2 separate regions of the Rattus norvegicus genome follow, and region 1 is linked to region 2. Evidence: chromatin contacts called from public Hi-C data. All regions are on one chromosome and are shown on one strand. Each heading gives the region's core, a stretch centred on a gene start, on an enhancer-like site or on the middle of the called end of the contact. The rest is flanking DNA. Distances are from core to core; before and after follow the strand shown.

Evidence for each region. A called contact is a pair of places that touch in the nucleus more often than the background predicts.
Region 1: a Hi-C map of hepatocytes shows a contact between it and region 2, with 1.7 times the contacts expected there. The contact joins the promoter of Nicn1 here to the promoter of Uba7 in region 2. A contact is called at or near these places in 2 of 12 Hi-C or Micro-C datasets (Schwann cells and hepatocytes).

What each region holds. Positions count from the first base shown.
Region 1 is chr8:117,853,630-117,856,421 of GRCr8, forward strand. Nicn1 (nicolin 1, tubulin polyglutamylase complex subunit) reads left to right here and starts at 1,409. Exons shown (of 6, transcript NM_001034999.1): 1 at 1,409-1,615. The coding sequence starts at 1,484.
Region 2 is chr8:117,542,522-117,545,312 of GRCr8, forward strand. It overlaps Uba7 (ubiquitin-like modifier activating enzyme 7), which reads left to right and starts at 1,381. Exons shown (of 24, transcript NM_001393920.1): 1 at 1,381-1,580; 2 at 1,665-1,833; 3 at 1,922-2,056; 4 at 2,160-2,266; 5 at 2,574-2,664; 6 at 2,768-2,791. The coding sequence starts at 1,552.

The DNA of each region.
Region 1 (2,792 bases), core at 159-2,658, 310 kb after region 2:
GCAAGGGCTTTTTAACTGCAAAGCTATCTCTCCCGCTGCATGGGCTGAAATTCCTGACCATATACCTCAGATCTGTTAATCTTCCCAAATGCCTCAATATAAAACGTAAAAAGAAAACTGGGTAGGTTGGCGTGGTGACACACACCTTTAATCCCAGAATGAAGGAGGCAGAGGCAGGTGGATCTCTGTGAATTTGGGAGCAGCCTCATTTACATCTGTAGTGACATCTTGTCTGGAAAAAAAGATAAACAAATCCCAAACCGAGTATTTGCCTCCTCCCCAGTCAACCAATTTAATTGGGCTGTTATGCTTTCTTCCTTTTTTAGCCTCACATAGCCTAAGCTAGCCTGAAATCTGCTACCTAGCCTGAAACCTACTGAAGACCAGCCTTGAACGTCCGATCTTCTAGATTCTGCTTCTACCTTCCAAGTGCTGGGTTAACTAAAGCGTCACTAATGCCTGGCCTTTTATTTTTTGGACTAGATTTAGCTGGGGTTACAGGAGTGAATCAACGCACCTTGTGCCTCCACTTTTTTTTTTTTTCCCCCTTTTTGAGACAGGACTGATTTGGAACTTTTTTTTTTTTTTGGTTCTTTTTTTTCGAAGCTGGGGACCGAACCCAGGGCCTTGCGCTTCCCAGGTAAGCGCTCTACCACTGAGCTAAATCCCCAGCCCCTGATTTGGACCTCTTTCTGTAGCTCAGATTGGTCTCAAACACCCAGTGATTTATTTACCTGCTTCTGACTCTGCCTCCTCAATGTTGGGATTAAAGGCTTGCACCAACATACCTTATCTTGTTTGTATTTTTAAGAAACAATTGGGGGTTGGGGATTTAGCTCAGTGGTAGAGCGCTTGCCTAGGAAGCGCAAGGCCCTGGGTTCGGTCCCCAGCTCCGAAGGAAAAAAAAAAAAAAGAACCAAAGAAACAATTGTTCCAAGGCCAGAAGTGGGTGACAAATTCCTTAGGTCTGGAATTGCAGATAGCTGTACCCAGATGGATTTTGTGTATGCTACGGAGAGACAGTTTCTTTGTGTAACAACCTTGGCTGTCCTGAAACTCTCTCTGTAGACCAGGCTGGCCTCGAAGTCAGAATCCCGCCTACCTCTGCCTCCCAAATGCGGGACTAAAAGCAAGCGCCATCAACCGCCTAATTGTTTTATACATTTTAACCTAATAAAGTAGCCGAATTTAAGGAAGGTTTAAGCCAGCCCAAAGCATTCTGGATCTCTTTGATAAAGAACGGCTCGACGGTTGCCCAGAGCAGCCTGGGAGGGGCTTACAGACGTGTGATTGGTTGAAGAAGAACTTCCGCTGGTATTTCCGACTCTCGACCTGCCCTGACCATCGGGATTGGCTAGACTGTTACAAGCGTTATGTCGCCTGGGAGTTGTAGTTCTCTTGGTTGATAGGCGACGCCAATAAGGGCTAGTGGTTGGATGGAGACTGTTAGCGGTGATTTCGCTTGATTGTAGCCTCCCAAATCATGTCCCGTGTAGTGGTGCCCTGTCATGTGAAAAGCACTGTCGCCCTGCAAGTGGGCGACATGAGGACCTCCCAAGGTCGGCCTGGCGTGCTAGTCGTCGATGTCACTTTTCCCAACGTCGCGCCTTTCGAGGTGAGCAATCCCTACCACCCCCCACCCACCCCCACCCCCGCCCCCGCCCCACATAGATGCGGTCAAGGCTTCTGGGCGGGGAATACCTAGTAACTTGGGCGTTTCCTAGGCGTTTACACTGCCTCTAACGTGCCTCTTGCTTTTGCGAATTGGCCCTATTTAGAAGCATTTACAGTCTTTATTAATAGATTTTATTAAATAGACTAGTGTTTTCCGTTCTATCCTCTTCAGCGTCTCTACCCGGTGTCCAGGATGTTACTGGAAATATAATTTGAACCTCAGTACAAGTGAGAGGATATTTGATTTTGGCCATAGCTGGGATCATTAATGATGCAAACGTACCCATTCTGATGGCTCCTGCTACAGGTCAGGTGCAACCTAGCCTTCATCTAGGTCCTCCTAGTGACTTGTTTCCAATCCCTAGTTGCGCTTCCATCTCAGCTGACAGTGCCAGGGCCTTGCATGACCTCAGCACAGACAAAGCCTACCTCTAATGAGTAGGATTCTTTCTTCACCCACCTTCTTGGCCCTATATGCTTTGTGTTACAATATGTCATTCTCTCCCAAGATGTTGCTTACCATGGACTGGGGAGACCTAGTTAATTCATCTGACCTTGGAAAATCCGAGTTAGTGTGTTTGAGGTGGATCTTTGACATCTATATTTTTATTTACTTATTTAATAATTTTATTTTGGAAGGTTTATTTTAAATTTATGTGTGTTGCGTTTGCATGTATGCTTATATACCTTGTGCATGCCCAGTAGAAGTAGAGGCCGGAAGAAGGTTCTGAATCCCCTGAAACTGGAGTAATCCCCTGGAACTGTAAAGTGCCATGTAGGTGCTGGGAACCAAATCCTGATCTCTGTGTTTTGTTTGTTTTCTTTCGTTTTGAGCTCCATAGGTGACTCTGGTGTGCATCCAGTGATGAAAACTACTGTTATGGCAGTCGATACTGTAGGCTACCCAGCCTCCTGGCTCCCCATGCCCCTACAGTGCACTATCCTACTATTATTCTTATTCTGGTCTAAGCTGGCTAATTCTGAGAGAGAGGTGTGTGTGTGTGTGTGGGGAAGAATCTCTACTATTGCCAGGCTGAATGACAGGTTCTCTCACTGTGGTACTTTTTACAAAGAAGCTACTCTTGGGAGTGGTAGGGAACCGTTGAAATCCCAGAGTG
Region 2 (2,791 bases), core at 131-2,630:
CAAACAATAGCAAGACGCACATCCAGTGCCACCAGTCCATTGAGCCCGTTGTGGTCACAGCTAACCACTTTCCTGTTGGAACTGAGCCCACTCTACAGGAGGGAATTCATGTCTGATATTATAAACCTGATCAAAAACCAGTGGTTGGGTAGGTCTGAGGCCCTCATGGGAGAGCAATAGATATTTTGCAAAATAAACATGATACACCCATTTCATTGCCTTCTGACAGTCACGTTAATGACCGTAGAGCAGGGCCACTGTCAGCTGTTACCAAAGAAGCTTCTTTTTGTAGTGGGCGGTGATGCCTGCAGAGACTCATAACTGGTCAGAGTGTGGGGAAGAAACGACTTGAATGTTTAGCCTTAAAAGAAGTGTCTCTATCAGCCCTGTCCAAGGCTCAGGGAACGCAATGTCGTGGAAAACCAGACGAAATAGCGTGAGAGATGAAGGATGGAGTCTTAGAAGAACACAGTCTTCCGGCCACACATGGCTGCTGTACTCTTGGACTCATAGTAGCTGTGACCTGTGCAAGATCTGAACAAAATTTGGGCTTGTGAGCATCCTGTCGTGGGAGGGGTGGAGACTCAGGAGGCCTCACCGCTCCAGGAGGGCGAGACATTGTCTTTAGTTCTGTAGCCACTGGGAAGGTGCCCATGGCTTCCATAAATAACCTCTCGCATGCCCACCCTCCTGATTGAAACCAATATGAAACTCACAGAGTCACCAAGAGGAACAGCAAGAGTGGGAGGGAATAGAGAAGCTAAGGGGGGGGGGGGGGCTGGAGAGATGGCTCAGTGGTTAGAGCACTGACTGCTCTTCCAGAGGTCCTGAGTTCAAATCCCAGCAACCACAAGGTGGCTCACAACCATCTATAATGGGATCCAATGCCCTCTTCTGAATTTACAGTGTACTCATATATATAAGATAAATAAATATATCTTTAAAAAAAAAGAGAGAAGCTAATGGGTGAATATGACAAAAGGTACACGCATGAAAGTGCCATAATGAAGCACTTTATTATGTGTAATTAACATGTGCTGATGGAAGAACACGCACAAATACTCATGTACACATAATACACAAATACACAGTATACAGCAACACCCCCGTGTCATTTTCACAACTTATTGTGAGCCTACAATCATTTCAAAGCAAAAGTTTAAAATATATATATATATATATACGCATGTCTTATATGTGTATGTATGTATATATATACATACATACACATATAAGACATGCGTCTCCATTTTGTGGCTGCCCTGAGTGTCGTCTCATTCCTCAGGTCTGACTCAGCGATTCACTGGCCTCTTGTATGTAACACTTGGACCTTTCCAGGTGATAAACCTCGTTTGGCCTGCAGAGGGCTGGCATCTGTCCTCATTCATTGGAAGGACCAGGAACCAACTCTGTCTAGTTTCACTTTTGGTTTCCTGAAATTACAGAGGAGCCAGAAAGAGAGCTGTAACCAGCAGCACCCAGCAGCTCCAAGCCCTGTTTCCCTTGCTCTTCTGTGGGCACTGCAGCTTCTTCTCCAGCCCACGACTGAGAATGGATGAAGAGCTGTACTCGAGGCAGCTGTGAGTCTCAAGGTGGGATAACAAAGTCAGGTGGCCTCCAGACCTCTGGTCCCCAGCTGTCACCCTCCTTCTTCTTAACCACAGGTATGTACTGGGCTTGCCTGCTATGCAGAGGATCCGGGAAGCCAAAGTCTTGCTGTGTGGCCTGCAGGGCCTGGGAGCTGAGGTGGCCAAGAACCTGGTCCTTATGGGTGTGGGCAGCCTCACCCTGCATGATCCCCATCCCACCTGCTGGGCTGACTTGGCTGCTCAGGTAAGAGTTCTTGGGGGTCTCTATAATGCCTCCAAGAGCAGAGCCAAAGGGGAGTCTCTTTGATTAAGCTGCACTGAACTTTTCTTAGTTTTTCCTCTCAGAAGAGAGCTTGGGAAGGAGCAGGGCTGAGGCCTCTCAACCACAATTGGCCCAGCTTAATGAAGCTGTCCAGATCTCCGTCCACAGAGGCGACATCACTGAGGACCTAGTGCGGGGTTTTCAGGTGCTTACCCCAGTGCCATTTTGCATGCTAGCCTAGTACCTCCCTACTGTCCTTAATGGCAGAGAAAGTGATTCTGAGCCTGCTGATCATGGCGTCCATCTAGGTAGTGGTGCTGACTGACTCCAAGCTAGAGGACCAGCTGAATATGGGAGCCTTGTGCCATAAGAATAGAGTCTACTTCCTCATGGCTGAAACCCGGGGCCTTGTGGGGTAAGGAGACTCCCTATATACCCCACCACGTCACTGCCAACAATTGTTCCCAATGCTTTGCCCAGCCCTAAGCTTGGCCCTATCCTTACCCACTCATCCTCAAGCCTAGCCAAGGATCCTCTTAATTCTAGACTACAATCTCACCCTTGTTTCTCCACCTCGGTATGCAGATCTGCTCTAGTACACCCTACATGCCCAAATCAAAATCTCCACGTCTTTTCTATAATTTCTTTCCCTCTGGGCCTGTCCTAGTGTCCCCTACTCACAACTGATGAGCTTCCTCAGTAACTTCTGCCAACCATACTAGGCGGTTATTCTGTGATTTTGGTGAGGACTTCACTGTTGTGGACCCTACAGAGGTGGAGCCCACGTCAGCTGCCATCCAGGACATCTCTCAGGTGGGTGATAAGATGTAGAGGTTTCCCTGATGCCCAGAGAAAGGTGCCAGGGCTTGTGGAAGGTAGATACAGGCACTCTGAAGACAAGGCATCTTTCACTCAGGGCTCCCCCGGCATTGTCACTCTG